Linked DNA regions of Mus musculus: region 1 is linked to region 2. The links are chromatin contacts, called in public promoter capture Hi-C maps. All regions are on one chromosome and are shown on one strand. The core of a region is the stretch at or near the end of the contact, and the rest is flanking DNA. Distances in the headings are between cores, read along the strand shown.

What was found. Promoter capture Hi-C pulls out the DNA fragments that hold promoters and counts their contacts.
Region 1: a contact with region 2 is called in a promoter capture Hi-C map of second pharyngeal arch cranial neural crest, with 2.6 times the contacts expected there. The contact joins the enhancer-like site here to the promoter of A930003O13Rik in region 2. A contact is called at or near these places in 11 of 39 promoter capture datasets (the 3T3-L1 cell line, 3T3-L1-derived adipocytes, cranial neural crest and 6 more), 1 of 484 Hi-C or Micro-C datasets (cortical neurons), 3 of 115 datasets of contacts at active chromatin or transcription factors (VIP interneurons, embryonic forebrain and forebrain) and 2 of 9 other capture datasets (adipose tissue and liver).

The regions. Positions count from the first base shown.
Region 1 is chr5:22,926,489-22,930,671 of GRCm38.p6, reverse strand. The region is part of intron 1 of Lhfpl3 (lipoma HMGIC fusion partner-like 3); the gene reads right to left. Among named protein-coding and RNA genes, the nearest start is that of A930003O13Rik, 180 kb to the right of the region's middle. Within about 2 kb of position 1,706, at least 2 of the 459 cell types and tissues checked have an H3K27ac peak or open chromatin away from gene starts, as enhancers often do. A contact at or near this core is called in second pharyngeal arch cranial neural crest, where this site is marked.
Region 2 is chr5:22,745,435-22,749,077 of GRCm38.p6, reverse strand. A930003O13Rik (RIKEN cDNA A930003O13 gene) reads left to right here and starts at 2,194. Exons shown (of 3, transcript NR_027362.1): 1 at 2,194-3,493. Lhfpl3 (lipoma HMGIC fusion partner-like 3) reads right to left here and starts at 3,024. Exons shown (of 3, transcript NM_029990.2): 1 at 2,453-3,024. The coding sequence starts at 2,885.

The DNA.
Region 1 (4,183 bases), core at 457-2,956, 180 kb before region 2:
GTTAGGCTTTCTGTGGTGCCTGCCTGTTGTGGAGGGGCCTGATGCTGTTCTTGTGAACCAATCCCCTAATGAATAAAGGAGCCAATCACTGGGTGAGTAGGCAGGACTGCTGGGTTGGACAGCGGAAGAGAGGAAGCAGGAGAGAGTAATGGCCTTCTTTTGGACAAGGATAGCATGAAGACAAGATGTAGCTACAAGTGTCTCCAGGTTTCAATGGTGGATCCATCAGGATTCACCACTGGAGGATTTAGATTTAATAAGGCTTACAATATTAGGATTTTAGTTGCTCCACCCAGCGATTGAGTTATTGTTGTTTCTGAACTAAGTTTGTGTTGCATTTTCCTTCATGCAGGGGCTTGGGACTCATCCAGGTTCAAGAGAGAAAGGTACTGCAGCAAAGCGTGGGTTTGCCTAAGGTGCACTACCAAGGCTGTGGGGGATGTGAAGCACGGGGCTGGTGTGGTAGTGACTGCCAGTGGGAACCTAGTGAGCTGGGAGGAGATTGTAAAGTTCTGGGACAGAGTCTCCACGAGATAAAAATAGGTCGGCCATTGTTGTCCAGTGCATGGCCAGCCAGGCTGCTGGGGCAGAGAGTTGATGGCACAAGCGTGGGAACATGCTGGTTCGTTTTTTGAATATTTCCTGCAACATGTGCTAAGTACAAGCTTCTCTAAAGCCTCCTTAGCGCTCACACTGTTCAGATCCACAAAGCTGATGAAAAGTGGAAAGGGCTGTTTTTATTTAAAATATTAGAATTGATTAAATAGTTGTCACTCAGGCCTTGTACTTCAAGTCATTAACATGATAATATGCTATGTACTGACTTTGTGGAAGAACTCATCATTCATTTCAATTGTACTGGAAGCCCAAGTTTAGAGTTTCATTTTTCCTAGCAAGTCTCTGGAGGAACTCTTCTGGGCCATCCTTTGCTCTGATCTGTTGTGGTGGTTGGACAGTCTCCCTAACTACCCTTGGCTTCAGAACACAATTACCTATCTAAAGAGAGACTTAATGGAGAGGAACTATTTATTAATAAACAGAACTATGTTTAAGTTGTCCTAGATAGATTTCTACAACTTCTTTCATCCATTTGGCTAGAGACCACCATGGGAAGAATGCTACATCTGAAGCATTCTTCTACAAGCTGGTCCCTGATGAAGTACATCTGTGCATGATACTTAGAGCCATCTGAGCTACAGAAAGTAGGGAATCAACAATTTGTTAGTTGGGTAAAAATGACATAAATATCATGGGTTTCCATGCTCTACCCTTTGCAGTCATCAGAGCAGGTACTAGTTAAGGATTTATATATAGCATAAGGATCCGAGTTACGGGTCATAGGCAGGCTTGCTCTATTTCAACACATGTGCTCCAGAGAGGGGCAAAGTACCAGGAATATCAAACTATTAAGGTATAAAACCAAATAACTGAGTGGGAGGAATTGACATATAAACAGGAGAAAGATCAAAAGCAAGGTTTGGCAGAAGAATATCTTATTTATAAATAGCCTGAAGATTATACCAATAACCTCATTTTCTGAAGCCCTCCATGGGAGACAGAAGTGTCAGAAAGAGCAGGAAATGTGAAAAGAAGCTGGAAGCATTTAGAAATAATTACTGTTAACTGGAAATGTCACTCTCCCCCATATCCCCAAGTCTCTTTTTAGATTAGCAAGCAGCAGTGGCCAGATGGAAGCTGTGTGTTGAAATGCCTCCTGTGACAAGAGCTAACCATTTGCAGGCGCTGAGCTTCCTTGAACAGATGGATTGCCTATTTCTTGGGTTAAAGATCAGCCAGGCTCGTTAAAGAAACTGCAAGGGTTTACTGGTTAGAATTCCTTCACATTGAGAGTGACAGGTGCCTCTTATGCTACCTAAGAAAAGATTAAGGTGGAATGAGGAGATTAGTTACTGCTTCTGATACACAAAGACTATGGGGAAGGATAGGAGGAGGACAAAGTCACTGGAACTTTGTGCTGTCGCCTGTTACTGACATGCTTTGCCATTTTTGTCATGTTTTACAATAAATATGATGTCTTGAATTTTGTACATGTAGGAAATACAAGCTTAATTTATAAATATTTTGAGTTAGGCAACCTATATCTGTAGCCAGTGAGCAAAGGCAGGGACATCTTATCATCCCTGTGAATGTATTAAATGACAAGAGAGGGTCTGAGGCCGAAGCATGGGGAGTCAGGAGTCAGAAGCTACACTTGCTGGTGCCTTAGTGAGATCCAATGCCAGAACACTGGGGCAGCAGCATCCTGACAGAACTATCACTTAATTAATATTGGAAAAGAGTCAATCATTATCTTGTTCTATAGAACAACTCGTTGTAATGGTCTGGGAAAACTGTATTTAGAAAACCTTTTAAATGTCTCTGGAGATGAAATATTATGTCTTAAAGTGGAGGTAGAATGCTCCAAGGATATGGGTTGGATTAAACATTTAAAGAATATAGAAATGAGCCAAAGAGCCTTTTCATCCTTGATTTTTACATATTTGGATAATAGACATTTTATCAAATGGTTATAAAGCTTCAATTTTGATTCTCTACTTCTTTTCATTTGTATTATTTCTTTGAAATCTTTGTACAATGTGCTTTGATTACATTTACCCCTCCCCCAGCTTCTCCCAGAACCTCTCTTCTATCTGATTTTTTTGTCCCTTCTGATTTTAAGTACATCAAGTCCAACTTGTGCGGCTCATACATTCTTAGATGTGTGGCCGTCTACTGGAGTGCAGTCAATGTACCAGGGAATGTGTTCTTAGAAGAAAACAGACTCTCTTTCTCCCAGGAGCTGTGGATTAGCAATAGCTCCTTGGACAGGAATGGGTCTACTTATTTCCCCCTTGCTCGGATTTTGTCTGGCTTGAGACAATACAGGCCTGTGTGTGGTGTCACAGTCTGTGAGTTCACAAGTGTGGCTCCCCGGCCATGTGTACAAGACACAGTTTCCTTGTAGTCATCCACTGCCTCTGCCTCTTACACTCTCTCTGTTTTCTCTTCTTCAATGATCCCTGAGTCTTGGGGGGAGGGAGTACTCCACACACTTAGGGGTAAGTACTCTACAGTCTCGTATTTTCTGCCATTTGACCACTTGTGTTCTGTGTTAACTGCCATCTACTACAAACAGAAGGTCCTCTGATGAGAATTGGTGCATGAATTAATCTAGAGGTACATTAATTTATAAGTCCTAGGGGTTGGTTTAATTTGATTTCTTTGTCAAGGGTCTATAGTCAATGTTCTAAATTTAGAAATCTTTAATGCGTACTGTTTACTTCAATGCTTTATTCCACAGAGAAAAAAAGCACATCTTTTTCTCATGATATGCACTTGGGTTCATGCTTTAGATACATGTGCAGAGAGCCTGAGCAACAAAAGGAGGGGATGTCCTACTTCATTTTGTGGCAGAGCAGTCCTATGCACTTGAGTGGCTGCACAAGTGGCCAGGGCATGAGCTAATGCTGCAGTTTTCTCTTTCCCAGGATGTAACCATTCTCTCCTCTGCCTTTCCATGCTCCCATTAGATTCATGACTTTTCTTCCTATTCACCATCATCTTGTGTGAAGAGTCTTTCTTATTTCTTTGGATGTATACATTTCTCCCATGTCTTTCTAGGAGACCAGAAGTTGACATCACTTGTCTTTCTCTATTGCTCTTCATTTGATTCTTTGAGGTAGGGTCTCTCAGTGAATTCAGCACTCCCAGATTTCATTAAACTAGCTAGCCAATGAACCCATGGAATTCCCTTCTCCACTTGCTCAGCTCCAGTGCTCACTAAAATTCCTGCCATCTTAAATAGGGACTAGGGATATAACTTAGTACTTTAGCCATTAAGTCCTTATCTCAAGACCAGAATAATCTTAATGTTTATCTTTCATTGGAATAGTAATTTTCTTTGTAGCCCATAAACAACTAATTATAACATTCTGTGTCTGAAGTTGGGTGTTCTGTGGGATTTAATGTTGCTAGACTCAAAACATACTCTCTTTCTGGCATTTTTTTTCAAGTATGCCTGAAAAAGAACTGGATGATTGTGTGAGGAGGGATTTCTGAGAAAGGAGGAAGAGGAATGTATGGACTATTACGGATTTCCTGGACTATATCTTTGGTTTTCTATTCAGTTACTTAAGTCATTCAGTCACTTAATGAACTTTTTTTTTCCAGTTTCTACATGGGA
Region 2 (3,643 bases), core at 945-3,444:
ATGTACCATGCCACATTTCTCACATCCCCAAAAGTAAAACACAAAACAAAACCCTAAAACTAAAACCATGTTGAATGCATCATTCCTCACAAATATCTCCTAGGTCTCATCTCATTCCTTTAAAATTTATAAATACAATTCACATAATTCTTAATTGACAGCTCATCATAATTGATTATTTTATTAAGATAGTTGATTAATAACTGAAACCAGAGGTAAAGTAACAAATTCCAAAGGCTTTTAAAGGCATAATATTTAAGGCTATTCAAATCTCTGGATGAAGAAAATCCCTTCATACGCACTGCAGTACAAAGACTATCAGGGCATTTTAATGGTATGGAAATGTAAATGGAACATTTAATTCGTGTCTGAGTACATGACAGCATGTGTTCCTGCTCCAGAGTTTATCGTGTTCTGTGTTCTCTACTGTAGGAAAAGCAAGAGGCCACACTGTAAGATCTGAAGTTTATGCTACTTCAAAAGTGATCATTTCCCCCAAAGGTAGTTTTCTTTATTTTTATTTAAAAAATACATTTTTAGAATATAAATCTTCATTAAAATAAAAGAATCAACTATGTGCTTTTGGAGAAATATTCACAAACAACTCTCAGACCTTTGAGAAATAATCTAACTCGAATCACCAGTCTAAATAGGTCATTTAACTGAGAAGAATTAAAATTAGCAGTGTAGGGTCAAGTGTTTCCCTGAAACATATGCAGCCTGCCTGTCCTATTCTCTTCAAAGTCAAATCAGAGGAAAGTACCATGAAGAAGCGCAATGAAGAAGTCTACCGAACATCTCAGTTATTCTGCTTCTGAAATGTCAACAAAATTAATGAGAGTAAAAAGGCACAGAGCAGGGGATAAATTCGAGCTGGGGAGGGCAGAGTGACCACAGGAAATAAGCTCTTTCTGTGCAGCAGGATGACAGGATGCTCGTCCCTGCGTCTCACACACAAACTTTCACAGTAAATGCAAATGCAATGCAGCAAGACAAACCTCAAACAAGCACTTCAGTCCATGCTAAGCTTCACTTCTTCGATGAAACTAACAAGAACAAGAACCTTTCCTGATACAGATACAGAGCCTGAGATCCCAGCACTAGAAGGCTGAGGTGAGTGCACCAGGAGTTTGAGGCCAGCCTCTGCTGCACAAAGGGACCCGGCATCCCAGAATAACAGGAACTTTAGCTTGTCCCAACATCTTTCAGCATTTCCTCATCTTACACATTCTGATAAGCTCAGTAATGAAATCTCTCTTCTCCCAGAAGCCTTCAAAACATTATAGAATAAACATTCCCTTAAGTCTAAGATACTTAAATACTGATGATAATAATAAGTCATAAATAAAGATGTTTAACTGCTGGAGACATTCAAGATCCCTCCATTCCAAAGGGCTTCATCAATGTGTCGAAAAACAAGGACCCTTGACTTTAGACTGGAAGGCAGGAGAGGAGACAGAACAGAAGTGCAGTAAGCACGGGTGTTGTTTCCGGACTCTTCAAAGCCACCAGAGAAGGCACTCCACATTCTTTCTTAATTGAAAGTAACTTTGATGCTGGCGGATGTGGGGAAGGGAGTCCTATCATAGCCTCAGCTGGCAACAGTACACTGAACAGAGGGAAGATCACTGGTGCTAGTGAAGCCAGTTTTCTCCTCGCCTGCTTTCCTAACACCCCTTCCCCAAAATGAGGTCTTGAGAAATCCCCATTCTCCCAAGACGTCTCTGCCTGTTTAGAGATGAAATGGAAGGACCTTGGCTGACAAGGAGACGCTGGAGGTGTGGCATCGAGGAACTGCTAAGGAACACTCTACGCTACATTTTTTTTTTTCTTTTTAAGAAAACCGGGGGAGGGAGGGGTGCCTAAACAAAATTAGGATTTACTCATCACCAGATGGATGATAAAATATTTATGGTTGCCAAAGACAAATTTACACGCCCCCCCCCCTTCCTCCCAACACTCACACACCCTGAAGCAAAGGCGGAAATAATCCAGGGAAGGGCAGAACAGGTTGGCTTGCTCTAAATCCTCTTTTCACCCGCTTGTACCAGACTCCCCTAGTCCCCAGCTCACGCACATAAACACACACACACACACACACACACACACACACACACACACACACACGGAGCCCAGCCTCTAAGTGGCCACTTCTCCGCCCCACTACCCCATCATTAGTTCTGAGCGGACTCTGCCCAACAACTGCTCAGCCTCCAAGGCGTCCCTATGGGTGGCGTCCCTAGCATCCAAGAGGTTCGGAAACGCCTGGGGACCTGGCGCCAGTGCCAAGGTTGAGGAACCTGGGGGTTCCTCCTTCCACGCCTTCAACCTGAGAGAGGATTAAGTTGTCCCGGACTGGCAGAGCTCAGGAAGCGGTCCCTCCCACTCCAGCCTCTCTGGAGCTCGGACACCCAGGGGTCCCCTGCCTCCGTGGAGGTGAGCGCGCACTCACCGGAGGTGAGCTGCATCCAAGCACAGATCTTGTACACGGTGGCTGTGTTGCAGAAGAAGAAGAGGGTAAAGCAAACGATGCAGGCGATGATGAGCATCATGGAGAGGCCGATGAAGAAGGAGGCGGCTTTGAAGGCGCCCGAGGGCAGCGTGGAGAAGTCCGTGAAGCTACCCCTGCAGGTCAGCTCCCGGGAGAAGCCGTTGCCGATGCAGTAGTGGAAGAGCCCGAAATAGCCGGCTTGCGGGGTGTCCACGCCGTCGCCGATCCAGTAGGGCTGGATGAAGCACACCACATTGACGATGGCAAAGCAGATGGTGAAGATGGCCCACAGCACGCCGATGGCCCGCGAGTTCCGCACATAGTTGGTGTGGTACAGCTTGGCAGCCTCCTGAGCCGGGAGCATCGCGGCGGCGGCGGCGGCGGCTCCGGGCATTCTCCCCCTCCTCCTCCTCCTCCCGGTCCTCCGCCTCCCCCCGCCTCTCGGCGCGCAGGAGACACACTCGCCGAGCGAGCGGCGTGCGTTGCAATTCCCCTGCCTCCGCCTCAGCCCAGCAGCACCAGTTCTAGAGTCTGCACCCTCGCTCCCGGAAGGAGGGAGGGGGAGCGTGGAGCACCCCTCCGGCTCGCCAGGCACAGCCTCCCGCCCCCCTCTTCCCTCCCTCCTGGACCCGGCTCCAGCCCTGCTTTGCACCCTCCACTCCTCTGCTCGTTGCTGCAGCTGCTGCAGCTGAAGCCTGCGAGCCCTCACGCCCCCTTACTCTTCATCTCGCCTTTGACCCTCTTTCCTGTAGGCTCTGCTGGTGCCCCAGGTCACAGAGGATCGCGGCTACCAGGAGATGCTTCTTAAGTGCCAGGAGCAAGAGAAGCAGACGTGGAGTTATAAGAGCGCGCCCAGAGGAATCCTAGAGGCACTCCCTGGATCCTGGAGGATGTGCTGCTGGCCAAGAGGCTGATCCTGAGCTTTTCATCACCGCACAGGAACGTGCTTTGACCTCTGCATCTCTGCAGGGAAAAAAAGAGGCAGCCTTATGGCAGGTGTAGGTGAGAAAGGAAGAGAGATGTGGTTCCCGGGGAGGTATCCCTGTTAAAACCACAGAATTGCCCCAAGCTAACTCTTAGGTGACCTCAGGTTGGCAGATGGAGACAGGAGAAGTTGGGCAGAAGTCTGTCACACAATAATGTAGAAGTCAC